Regions from separate parts of the Mus musculus genome. Here region 2 is linked to region 1. A link is a contact called in public promoter capture Hi-C data. All regions are on one chromosome and are shown on one strand. Each heading gives the region's core, a stretch centred on a gene start, on an enhancer-like site or on the middle of the called end of the contact. The rest is flanking DNA. Distances are from core to core; before and after follow the strand shown.

Region 1 (6,881 bases), core at 4,169-6,668:
CAGAAAGAAGAAAATGTTTTAAGGAAAATAAATAGTGACTGCGAACAAAAATAAACTCACTCAGCCAAGGGAATTCACAAGCTGGAAGGCAGAAGACAGATTGGGTGGTGAAGACAAGCAGAGGGAGCCATGTCAGAGACAGCAGAGAAGAATGCAGCTTAGGAAAAAGTCACCATATCATAACCACCTCAACTCAAACACCACACTGGTAACTGAATATCAAGAGTAAAGCCAACAGAAATGAGGTTCACCAAACTCTGTAATCCACAAAGTAATTCCTGGTCAACCATGACTGCACACGTGGAGAGTCCTACAGCCTTCCTACTGCTTTACTCAAAAATAGGAACAGATTACCAAAACTCACAAGACACTGGACAGACAAAATAATACAAATAATGTCTTCAAAAAGGTGTGTGGTCTTGGATATTAAAGCATTAACACACACTCTATACTGCAAGGATGTCCGGATGCACACCTTCTTCTTATCCCTTTTACATGGCACTTAGGGCCATGATTGCCTAAAACAGCTTTTTTGTTTTGTTTTGTTCTTTGATATAGAATTTCTCCATGTAGCTCTGGCTATCCTTGAACTCACTCTGTAGACCAAGCTGGTCTTGAACTCAAGAGATCCAACAGCTTCTGCCTCCCCAGAGCTGGAATTAAAGGTGTGTGTTGCCACCATCTGGCCCTAAAACGTCTTAAAAGATATAACTTACAGTCATCACTATCATATAAGCCATCACCATTCAAGAAGCCACCACACATAGAGGCTGCCATGAGTCACATACAGAATAAAGCAGGAACCCAAACACCCTGCTGACACTTGAGACATCCCCTATTTGTCCCATCCATGTAGTATTATGGAACATAATACATATTGTATTTGTCCCATCCATATTGTATTAGTATTATGGAACACTAATTCATTCCTCTTCTCCCAGAAGCTAAAACAAACTACAAGTGATACTCAAAAGCAACCAACTGAGGTCTTCAAGTTAGGTGAGGCATGAAATTATTGAAAATAGCAGGGAGGCAGAGGCACTCGGATTTCTGAGTTCAAGGCCAGCCTGGTCTACAAAGTGAGTTCCAGGACAGCCAGGGCTATACAGAGAAACCCTGTCTTGAAGAACCAAAAAAAAAAGAAAAGAAAGAAAGAAAGGGAAAATAGCAAAATGCCATCCAACTCCAATTATACTAAGTTAAAAAAAAAACTTTAAATATACATGACAGTCTAGTCATTTCTTTTTATCCGATGATCCACTTAAAAGTCACAAATAAAAAATAATACCTCAGATGAGTTACAAAGGTTACATGAACTCCTGATAGTTAAAATATGAGGTTTAACTATGCCCCTCCTTAGAAGTGGGAACAAAACACCCTTGGAAGGAGTTACAGAGACAAAGTTTGGAGCTGAGATGAAAGGATGGACCATGTAGAGACTGCCTTATCCAGGGATTCACCCCATAATCAGCATCCAAACGCTGACACCATTGCATACACTAGCAAGATTTTATCAAAAGGACCCAGATGTAGCTGTCTCTTGTGAGACTATGCCGGGGCCTAGCAAACACAGAAGTGGATGCCCACAGTCAGCTAATGGATGGATTACAGGGCTCCCAATGGAGGAGCTAGAGAAAGTACCCAAGGAGCTAAAGGGATCTGCAACCCTATAGGTGGATCAACATTATGAACTAACCAGTACCCCGGAGCTCTTGACTCTAGCTGCATATGTATCAAAAGATGGCCTAGTCGGCCATCACTGGAAAGAGAGGCCCATTGGACACACAAACTTTATATGCCCCAGAACAGGGGAACGCCAGGGCCAAAAAGGGGGAGTGGGCGGGTAGGGGAGTGGGGGTGGGTGGGTATGGGGGACTTTTGGTATAGCATTGGAAATGTAAATGAGCTAAATACCTAATAAAAAATGGAAAGAAAAAAAAATATGAGGTTTAAATTTCTGCTGACTCATCAACTACAGGGCCCCAATTCCATAGAACACTTTTTTCTTTATTCCAAAATATGTTAAACTACTAGACCAGTAGAGAAGATGAAAACCGTTTCTATTGGAAACAGAAAGTTAGCATGGGGACACAATCACAGTATATAGCCATGCGTGCCAAATCAGGGCAAGTTGACAGAGAAAAAAGGCTTGTATAGCCTCAGAGTTCCTGACCCAAAATATTTAGTGATTTCAAAAGGAAAAATACTGACCCTGGGTAGTAGATAGAGGCACTTACTTAGCTCTCAATTTGGAATTCCATGACACTAGCAACTACTTGGCACTGGCAGAAGTCTTCTGACTACATCACAGTGGGAGTGTATGTAAGAAGGAATGATCATATGTCAAATGGCTAGACAGGAAGTAAGTGAGGTTTGGTATGAGAGTATGTGTGTGTTGTTTTGTGTATGTCTATGTCTGTGTCTGTGTGTGTGTGCGCGTGCTCGCACATACAAGACAAGTACTCCATCACTAAACTACCTATCCATTGCCCCACCCTCCTGTTTTATTTTGAGATGAAATCTTGATAAAGTGCATTGGCTACTCTTAAACTTTCGATCCCTGTTTTTGGCCTTCCGATACATAGGATTTCAAGCATGTGTCACTGCACTGAGCTCAGGCTATGGATTTTCTTTGTGTTTATTTTTATTACAACAACCAGCTCCAACAGGAATTTCCAGGATTCCTAAAATGACATCAATCTCCCCCCTCAGTGATGCTCTTAATGAGCTGATGGCCTTACACTGGGGCCCACCTCTTAAAAGTTTCTATTTGCTCTCTCAGCACACCACATTAGGGATCAAACCGTCAGCATATGAAGTGCAGAGAGATAACCTTTCCCTAAAACACAGCTTTGACTTAACACTAAAGACATCCAGCAGGTATCACCTTAACCAAATTATCATCACACTTATGACTTGATAATGTGTTGACAACACTTCACCTCATGAGATTCTTTCAAGAATGTAATCAATCCAATCATCAGTAAAGATCAAATAAACCCAAACCGATGCACTGTCCTAAGTGACAGAAGAGCACTTCTCAAAAAAGCGTCAAGGAAAGACTGAACAACTGTCACTGAGCTCCAGGACATCAAAGAGGGCAAAAAAGAATGATCCCAGCACTCGGGAAGCAGAGGCAGGCGGATTTCTGAGTTCGAGCCCAGTCTGGTCTATAAAGTGAGTTCCAGGACAGCCAGGGCTATACGGAGAAACCCTGTCTCGAAAAACAAACAAACAAATAAACAAAAAAAGCCAAGTGCAGAGTGGGATCCAGCTCTGATCCTGAAACCGAGACGGGATAGTCTTGAAAGCAGCAGCATGGTGTGAAGTAAGTCCTGTAATGAAAAGTTCCCGAGCAATGGTAACTTTCTACATTTTGATAAATGTTCTGGTTATATATTAACAAAGGGGGAAGCAGAGTATTGAATGTATGTGAACTCTAAATTGTCTTTGCAACTCTACTGTAAGTCTAAAGCTATTTTAAAATATTTTTTAAAAAAGTGATATTGCTGTCACTAAGCCTCCTGTGATCATCAACACATTTCCCAGTTTTCTCGTATCCTTTCCTTCAGCTTTTTATAAACTTATTCTAAGTTCTATCCTTTCCTACATTTTCCTTAAACTTTCTAGTCCTTAGACTTTAGGACTTTCAAACTAGAAGTCTTTCTTCTCAGCACAGATAAAGTCTTCCTGTCTGGCTTCAAACTTACTTAATAGACATGACTTTACAAACACTTATTATAGCTTTGATATGATTAACAATATAAATAGTACTTTTTAAATATACTAGCATTATCCATTGCAGATCTCTGAGTTGCAGGCCAGCCTGGTCCACAGATTGAGTTCCAGGACAGCCAAGAACACAGGAAAACACTGACTCAAACAAACTGAATAAAATAAAGTAATAAATACACTAACATTGAGATGCCTGTTGTAAATACCGTTATTTTACAGACCGAAAGACTAGAAAAATTAACTGATGTAATGTTTAGTAAATGCTGAGGTCTGAATTTAAATCTAGTTTTCTGATTTCAATACCAACTACATATTTAAAGAAAGTGTTTTGCATTTAAAAATATTAAACCTCCCCAGCTCCTGGCAACCAAATTATATCTAATAAACCAAGACTTTTAAGAAAGTTATACATTTCATTATTATAAAGTTCTCTCTTCAATAATTCTACAATCAAGAATTATAGAATTCAATGAAAATGCTTTTCCCTAGCCTAATCTTTATGTTGTTTTAAAGGTAAATATCACTTCAGCCACTATCAGCATGAAAAATCTTTTTTACTTTACCAGAGCAGTTTCTTTAAAATACCTAGATGCACTCTAGAAATGCCCAACTCCTTTCACCTCCTGATATTTTCAAGATGGGAGGAGATCCTGCAAGACTCTTCAGCATCATGCAATACTCTTTCTCCCCCTTCATTCTTAAGAGAAAAAAAAAAAAAAAAAAGGTATTAGGGTCGTGGAGATGGCTCACTGAGAAAGGTGTCTGCTGCCAAGCTGTGCAGCCCGCGGTTTGATCCCCAGGAGCCATGTGGTGGAAGGAGAGACCATTCCCTTGGGTTAGCCTCTGACCTCCAGCACACACACACACACACACACACACCCGTATACACACAAATAAATAAATATGTACCTAAAATAAATAATAAGAAAGAAAAGAGAAAAGTCAAACACTGAATCCAAACGCGTGCCCCCGCCAGCATTACCCCTTTAACAAATTGCAATCCTTAGGTCTTTTCTAGGTTATATAATTTATCTGTCAAGTGGAAAGCTTACTAAGGCCCTACAATTACAAATTAACAAATGATCGAAATGATCTAATTCTGGCAGCTAAGTAATGACATCATGTTAATTACACGGCTGTCACCTAAACAGCCTAAAGGCAACGCAAAGGACAAACGCCGACGAACTTTTGGAGCACTAAACAGTCAGGAGTGCAGTAACGTCTGAGACACGCCACCCTTCTCTCTCCAGCACCTGGCACCCTCAGCACTCTCAGAAAGTTCTTCTGAATGCGGGGGAAACTGCTCAAGCACAGAGCCTGTGCGGGAAGCTGGGGGATTCGCGACGGAGCTTGAAAGAAGTGCTGTTTGACCACTTTAGTCTGTCTATTCCAGACGCCCTGTTTGGCCGTGCACGGACCCTGGGAAGCAGCTAGGAAGGTGGGGTCTGAACTGAAAACCCAAGGTCCGGGACGAGGGGGCGGGGAGGGGGCGTCACTTGCCTCCCATTCCTTCAAGAATCGCTGGGCCTCGCCAGGACCAACAGTCTTATGTCTCCTAAATTCGTCCTTCACGTACTGGTCACCCAGGGCTTTGAGGTCCGGGGGCAGAGCCCGATGTAGCAGCAAGATTCGCCTATATAAAGCCCGGACTCTCGAGACATGCTTCCCCGGCATCGCGCCGCGCCTGCGCAGAAGGTGGGCGTAGCTCCGCCCCCGCTAGGAAGTCGCCTATGGGTGAACCCCAAAGCGGGCGGAAGAGAGCGCGCGACCTTCATCCGGTTTGGTCCGTCATAGAATCTTGTCCTTCCGGAAACCCGGATTTGGGGCGGGCGGACAGAAACGCTCTGCCAAAGGCGCGGCTGTTGAGGAGTAGTTGTAATTTCTTGAGTTTCCTAGAGAGGTGCTGCTGTGTAAGACAAAAAGTCTTGTGTGAGCGACTTGTTACCTTCAGAGTTAACTCATCTTCTCCATTTGCTAGTTTCTTCTTATTAAATATTTGAGAAAGACTTCATCGAACTGAAGTCTTCTCCAGAAAGCCTTGCGTGGTTAATCCAAAGTGTTATGGCTTCTGAAATAGTGTGGCATTCGCCGGTCCCTCGCAACAGCCCTCGTCCTTTGCAGTGCTGTACTTGGAGTTTATGCAGTAGGCATAGCTTCTTCCAGGTAGTTATCACAAGTGAGCCCTGAAGGGCAGACTTTGTTGGTCTAGGTCAAGTGCACTATGAAAGAATCTTGGGAGTTATTTTATGTGTATTTTTTTTCCAAGACCAAGATTCTGAGAATTTTTATTAAACAATGTGAGATGAAAATGTGAGACCCTGACTTAGAGCGTTTCTCCCTGGAAGATAAAGCCCCTGGATGTTTCCCAAGCTTGTTTTCCCTGATCTTTAAAAAATACAGCTAGAAAGAAGCTCTTTGTTCTCTATAGCCAGCAAAAAGCCTTTTTGTTTCTATACTGTACAACCAGAGATGCCTGCCTTCCTGTGCCAAGGACACAGAGATAAAAATTCAGAAAGAACTCACTCCCCACTCCTGCCTTGTAAATTTCACCAAGGACACCCGGAAGAGAAGAACTCTTCCCAAGTCCTCCCAACTCTCCTCCCAACTCCTCCCAAGTCTCCTCCCAACTCCTCCTAACTCCTCAGCTAGCTGTTAAAAGCTCCCTACTGTCACCGGGTCGAACTCCCCTGCCCTGCACCAGCAAAGGGACTTCATCCTCAGCTAGCTGATAATAAAACCTCTTGCAGTTTGCATCAGGTATGGTTTTCTCTCAGGACGTTGGGGTGTTGGCCAGCTCACCTGGGGACTTGCAGAGGCCCAGCATCGGGGGTCTTACAAAAACAAGAAATCTAGATGTTCACAAGTCCAAACTTGTGTAGAGGTGGGGAAAAAAAAAGTAACTATTTCAAAAGCTGATAGCTTCTTGTCCTTATTCTTTCGTTCCAATTAAATTTTAATCCTTCAGCAAATCCTAATAGCTCCACCACCAAAATCATGCAGGAATCAAACATTATTTCCATCACACCCTGTACCATAATTATCTCTTTCTACTGGATAGCTACCGTATCTGTGTTCTTGCCTCTGGCCATGTTGAACTTCAGTTATGATCTACCCAGGCTGTAATTAGATAACATCGTTCCTCTGCT
Region 2 (6,993 bases), core at 2,040-4,539, 6.1 Mb before region 1:
TCAAGTGCCACCATACATGGGTGACAGAAGCTAAGATATGCTCTCGAATTCAGACCCTTACAACTTGCCTATTAGAAACTCACTTTGATGGAAACCAACATCCTCAAACACATGTCTGAAACTGAGTTCTTCATCTCACTTCTGGCATGTGCACTCAATTTTTTATGCCTATTTTAATAAGTGGTTAGTTTATTCTTTAAATTGTTGGATAGAAAAACAAACAACAACAACCTCTTTGCAGTGCTCCTTGATTATCTACTTGCCACAATCCCCGCCCAGGCCACCAAAAAGCCTCCTGGCCACACCTCAAACACATGGCTAGATGGACAGAAATCCTATTCCCACCCTTCCACGTTGGTGTATTAATTTCTTCAACTATTCTTAAGCAGCTCCTACCCCCAGAAAGATAAAACCACCATTCAGTAGCCTATGCAACAAACCCCACTTAACCCAAGGCACTTTCTAGAGACTCGAGTTTCCCATGCAGTCACTTTGTCCTTCTTTAGGGTCTCTCCAGGGTCACCTATTGACTTCTACCAATTACAGAAGGAGAGGAGTACAACATAACCTCACTATTTTTCCTTTCTGTGAGAGCAATTCTAGCGCCCGACAAATAGCAGGGATAGGACTCTTCCTCCTGTCTTCTCCATGGCAAACCTCAGGCTCATTTTCCCCTCTTGCTTTTCTTCATACACTATAGATTTTCTTTTAGAAATATTGAGGTGGAAGCAACTTATTGTTTAGATAATGAGTTACTGAACAACTTAGCTGCTAACATCCACTGTGGCAAAATGACTGTGATATGGCTTCCAATGACATAAAAATGACTAAAATCCTCAGGGGTGCATAGGTGCATAGGAGCTATAACAGCAGACAAGCAAGACAAAAAAAAGTTATATGTGCTTAAGTCACTTCTATTACTGCTTTAGGAATGGTACTAATTGTTTGCTTTTGTGTTTCTGACTAAACAAAACTGGTAAACTTTGAATCTCTGAAAATAGAAGTGCTTAAGACTATAGATTTTACATTGTTTGAGCAAATGTTTGGAATCCTTTAAGAGGACAGCCAATGCTACAACACGTACCCCTAGGAATTCTTCCTGTTCCTTGGCAAGTGGGACAAGTGACACTATCTCTTCCAGTAAATTCCACATATGGGAACTGAGAGACATCTCCATTTCTTCCGTCTTCGTTGTGCACTTCACTGCTAACCAATCCATTTCTCATATTGTCTGTCGATGTAACGCCATCATAGCCATCTTCTTTATTTGAATGCAAAGGTAAGTGAGAAAGAGACTTTCCCATGTCTAATGAAAAAGAAAAATCTGACAGTAAATTCCATGTGGAAAAAAAGAGTCTCAGACCCTATGGGATATATTTACAGGGTTAGGCAAATGCAAATTACTTGTAGGATTAAAATTATGTTCAACCAAAGTAATGTCTGATACAAGGAAACCATTTGTAGCATTCAGAAAGTACTTTTCTAACAGAACATTATGAAACCAAATCCTGTAAGACTTGTAATGTGAACAATGTTTAAAATGGTAACAGTTGGCAAAAGTTTACAGTGTCAATGGAGATGCTAGGCTTTCTTAGCATGTTCAAAACAGAAATATGGTTTTAGTTTTTTGTAGAGAAAAACATATTTTAACTATAAACCAGTTGGCACTGCAGGTGAACTTGTTGGCCTGTTACAACAGATATGTATATCACCAGCTAACTTCAAAGTGACTCATTTCACTCACTTAAATTCATACTCCTTTAGTTGTCAATAAAACCCTAGAAGTACATGACTGAAAAGAACATGAAAAGCCACATAATACAACATGCCGGTTTTCTGAGAGACAAAATAATAGAAAAAGCAAACAAAAATTTTAAATGGTACAATTCCATTCTCCCTGCGGTTATCCATCACTTATCAGATTCAAAATACGAACTACACAATCACAGATACTACTTTTAATTTAATATTTTTCATTAAAAAATAAAATGATACTAAGTGATTCAGGTCACCCCAGATGAAGGAAATTCATATCTGCTTTTCAAAATCTGAATGCTACTTGTTGAATTCACTCACTGTGTAGACAGCAATATTAAATTTAAAAACTTGAGTCATATAGAAAAGGAGTAAAAAAAAATGAATAAATATACTTTCAGAAGTTCTGTGTACACACTGTGTACCATAGCTCAGAAATATCAGTGATTGTGACTTACACACACACAGTATCTTACTGTGGCTCAATGACAGCGAGTCAGAGCCAAGCCAACACTTGGCAGCCACAGGTGCACAGGGGTGAATTGTAATCAGTACCGGCTCCTTACACTGTGACCTTGGAAGCTTTGGAGTACACAGGGTGGTTTAGAATCAGCTGACACTAGACAACACGTGGTGTCATCACAGGGGTGAAAACTGTGTCCCACAAATGGGAGCCTTTATGGCAAAAGGCTAGGGACAGCTAAGTGGTTCTGGTCTCCGCTGGCTGCCTTACTCAGACCCACAGTAACCTTGACATATTCTGCTGAAGGTGGGTTTGGGTACACACCAGATTAAGCAGTCACTTGAATCCTAGCCTTCTTGCTTAGCTTTTCTTGAGGCTATTGACAAGTGTAACCCCTGTCATTTTGGAAACTTACTTGAGGTTTTTAAAGGGAGTGGTAGATCCCCTTCGTCTCCTCCCCGGGCTCTCAATGTTTATACCGCGGTCTTGTGAACTCAACACGGTTCTCAGATGCTCTAGAAACTGGGAAAAAGATAAATTCAGCAGCGCATGCAACTGAGATGTGTCACCTGTTTGTGTGCAGACCTGGGGTTAGTTCTGAGGGGCTCAAGGGAGACGGAAACGAGCGCTTTTCAAAGGGCATCACAGGCAAACAAACCCCCGGAAGAAATCAACATCCGAGTCACCTTGCAACTACAACTGTCAAGCCCCAGAGCTACTCGGCCGCTCAGATCAAGGGCCCTGGCGCCGCCCGAGCCACCCCGGGAGCGAAGCCAAGGCCCCCGCGGTGACAACCCCGCACCCGGCTCGCCGCGGCCTCCCTCACCGCTCGGGCAGGGGACGTGGGCCCCACGGCCCGGGTCGCTCACCCGCACGCGGAGTGCTGCGCGGTCCCGGGATGCTCCGGTGCGTGCGGGCCGCAGGACAGGGTCACAGCGTCCCGGTCCCGGGGCCGGGCCGAGCGCCGGTAGAGTGCAGCCGGGAGAGCTGCGGGGGAGGGGTAGCACAACAACTGCATCAGCTGAGCTCCGTACCGGGAGAGCCTGCGCGTGCGCTTGCGCAGTTCGCCCCAGGAAGGAGGGGCTAGGCCCTGGAATGGACACTACGCATGCGCACTGTCACCGGTTTGAAGGGAAGTTGCCAGGGTGAAAGCTTCTGGTTTTGTCACCTGTCTCTTCTCTAGACTGGAAAGTTTCAAAATAGTACTAATTGCGCCTGGCTTACGAATAATCGGTTTTCCCTTTTCCCCTCCACCAGGCTGATTCCTTTTGTAAAGGGGAGGAATGTGCACCGTCGCAATTTTGAGCGATCGTGTTCTCAAGTCTAGATTTGCAGACACAAAACTTCCTTCCTGGGGTTAGAATGAGCCGGTTGGTGCACATTTCTGGCAGAGTTGCAGGCCAGAATTTTGTTATTGAGTTTTCATTTAGAAATTAATGTCACCGGGAAGACGCACCCCCGCCCCCGCCTTGGTTTAATCTTGTTTTGATTTTGTACTTAAATTCACATTATTCAGTGCATGCAATAAGAGTTGTACCCCAAAGCTCATGACCAAGTGAGTTGTTAAAGGAGTGTCCCAATCCATGCACCTCATTGTCCAGTCATAATTTACAGTGAGTTGAGGCTACAGTGGCTCATTTTAGTGGCTCGCCAGTGTTATAGTCAAAGGTTGTTATGACCTCTTTTCTGTCTTCCTGATAATCAAGATGTATTAAGTGGCTCATAAGATTCCTGGATGGGATTATAATAAGATAAAATTGAAAGCAAGAACAGATGCGGTTGCTAAAGGAGTTTAATAGCTTCCCTATAAATGGGGTTTCTGGTGAAATTCCTAGAAAATTAACAGAGTTATAACTGGGAAGTAAGCATCTCTTAATTGTGTTTTTTTTTTTTTTTCTTTTTCTTTTTTTTTTTTTTTTTTTTCCTTCTCTACTGGAAAAAAGCAACTGCACTGGGCGAGGAGCTCCCAATTTTGTCCCGCTCTTCTAAACTGCCTTGTATGTATTTGGAAAGTATTTTGATTTATGACCATCTTCTATGTATATAAAAGTTTCATGAAATTGTTATCACATTGGGACATTGGTATTTGGAATAGCCCAAGTCTTTGTTTTCAGGTCATGGTTCCTCATATTGGCTTTAGAATAAACTCTTTGTCCTTTTGAGGTGAGAGCTGTGTATTTTCCATCTACATAAGCAGGATGTTTTAAGACTATTTAAAACATTCACCTCCTTAGGTCCGGCAATTTCACTCTGTGAGATTCATCCTAAATTATAATGAGAATTCTAAAGTAAAGTTGTGTGCAGTGTGTAACCAGTTTCTTAGGATTTCAATAGAGTTAACAATAGCTTCGAAGTAGACCATGGCAACTCTTATAAAGAATACATTTATTTGGGGTTGGCTTACAGTTTCAGAGGTTTAGCCCGTTATGCTCCTGGCAGGAAACATGGCAGCAACCAGGCAGACATGATACTGGAGGAGCTTAGAGTTCGACATCAGAGACAGCAGGGAAGTGAATTAGCTCCTTAGACCCCAAGGCCCTCTCCCTAGTCAGCACCTCCTCCATTTAAGCCACACCCTCCCTAATAGTGCTACTCCCTTTGGGCCAATCCTTCACACTCAGGGTCCAGAGGCTGTTCCTATTCAAACCACTGCAAGGAAACTAAATACACATAAACTAAATACCTGATTAAGTCACACCAGCAGTGCACTTGATAAAATGATTGCTTTTGAGATGTGGTTCCTTGGGTTGCACACTAGTTGCCCTAAAACTTGCTGTGAGAACAGCCTTCCTTCCCTTCAATAAGATCCAATATGAAGCCCACTTGATGTGTATTAAAAGGCATTTAAACATAGAGTTTAAGCATAGACTTAAATAGAAATGAAAGGGACTCAGAGAATGTATAAATCTCATCTGAGAACATGGCTGTGGGCTCCTCAAGAGAGAATCACACTTCATTGTCTTTATAGTAGCCACACATACATTTTGGGGTGGGTTTTCAGTAATCTTTAAAGGTTCATTAAGGAACGTAAATGGGATTAGAGCTCCTGTGGAGTCTTGAATAGGATTACAACTCACAATGTAAAGCGACCTAGGGGTGCAGAAAGTTAAGATAAAAGTTTACCAAAAAAAAAAAAAAAAAAAAAAAAAAAAAAAAAAGACACGTTTGTGAAAGCTTCTTAAAATATCAAGGACTGAGAACATACATGATGTCTTATGCACTCTTTCTATTGGGTGTTTTGTTTTTGTTGTTATTTTTACAGTTTTAAAATGAGTATTGTTTCTATGTCTGCAACATCACAGTAAGTGTTAATTATGCTGGAATCCTTAACTCTCAACTGAAGACAGACTCCAACTAGCCTCCAGAGTAAGGGTCTTTTCCCCCACCTCCATAATTACACCTGTCTTTCTATATTATTTTTCTATAGTGCCTCAGTTACATGCTCATACACTGTGATGGTTTTATTATGCTATGTTTAGGTATGGCCCCCATAGATTCATATGTTTGGACAAGCCTATGGGGGCCAGGAAGCAGAATGTGATGGTGTGTATATGCTCTGCCCAAGGAGTGGCACGATTAGAAGGTATGGCCCTGTTGGAGCTTGTTTTAAAAGGTTGTAAGTATAGCAGCTGTTAGTGTTGGCATTTTGTCAGGCTCTGCCCCGCAGTTACCTGTTGCCAGGTGTGCCTGACTCTATAAAAGGGGCTGCTTGTCCCCTCCTCTCTCTCTCTCTCTTGCCTTCTTGCTCTAGCTCTGCCCATTGGCCTTTACACAGGCTCCGCATTCCCCTTCCCCTCTCTCTGCAAGTGGTCACAGCCTCTACTCTTGTTCTCTCTCTCTCTCTCTCTCTCTCTCTCTCTCTCTCTCTCTCTCTCTCTCTCTCTCTCTCTTTCTCTCTCTCTTCCCCTACCTTTTTCTGTCTCAACTCCCCTCCCCATGCCCTGAATACATTGCATGGCTGGTCCCTCCAGGGGAAGCAATACCTCAGCATGGCCCTGCAGAGGCACCTCCTTCCCCCACACCTACCTTACCTCCACCAAACATATTCCTTCTCTTTATATTTTTATAAAACACAACAATTAGATATTATTGTGACAAAGTTTTTATCCACAAACAGTAAAGTATTTTAAAGATAGATCTTTAATGCTAGACAGACTTTCTCCAATTCTTCTTTTTTTAATCATTAAAGAATATTTTAAAAGAAAAATTTTGGAAAATGTCAACAACTTTTTCTTTGAAATTTTGAGATCCATGTCAGTCTACATGCTATTAGATATTAGAAACAATGTTTTAAATAGTATGAGGTAACTGAACAGAAGTTGTGATCTGATTAAACCTCTTTTTCGTGGGTGTTGAAATAAGGTATTCTTCTATGCTAGGTTAAATCTTCAAAACATGCATGTTCCTTCCATGTTTCTCATAATTTCCTTGAATGAGACTCACCCACATATTAACAGCTGGCAGCCAAATTTCAAATGTCACTTCCTTAGAAATTTGTTGCTAAAACTTATAAACAGACAAATAATTCATAATTTACTCTCTCAATCGTTCTGAAGTATATGGTTTATTGTTAGTATGCAGGTCTGTCGTAGCCTGCACTTTTAAGTTTCAAGCTGGCTGGGTAACATTAGCAAACTGAGTTTAATTATTTTTATAGATGCACTCACAAACTTATACTCTGTGTATATAAAGAATTTTCTTTTTGTCTTTTTGGTGTGGCTTATTTTACTCAACCTTCTATAATAGAAAATTAGAAGTTAAAGAACTGGAGTGTT

What was found. Promoter capture Hi-C pulls out the DNA fragments that hold promoters and counts their contacts.
Region 2: a contact with region 1 is called in a promoter capture Hi-C map of pre-B cells. The contact joins the promoter of Tmem106b here to the promoter of Sdhaf3 in region 1. A contact is called at or near these places in 1 of 39 promoter capture datasets (pre-B cells) and 1 of 484 Hi-C or Micro-C datasets (CD4 T cells).

Annotation. Positions count from the first base shown.
Region 1 is chr6:6,954,555-6,961,435 of GRCm38.p6, reverse strand. Sdhaf3 (succinate dehydrogenase complex assembly factor 3) reads right to left here and starts at 5,418. Exons shown (of 2, transcript NM_001077713.1): 1 at 5,236-5,418. The coding sequence starts at 5,409.
Region 2 is chr6:13,066,055-13,073,047 of GRCm38.p6, reverse strand. It overlaps Tmem106b (transmembrane protein 106B), which reads right to left and starts at 3,289. Exons shown (of 9, transcript NM_027992.3): 1 at 3,088-3,289; 2 at 2,634-2,740; 3 at 1,085-1,306. The coding sequence starts at 1,304.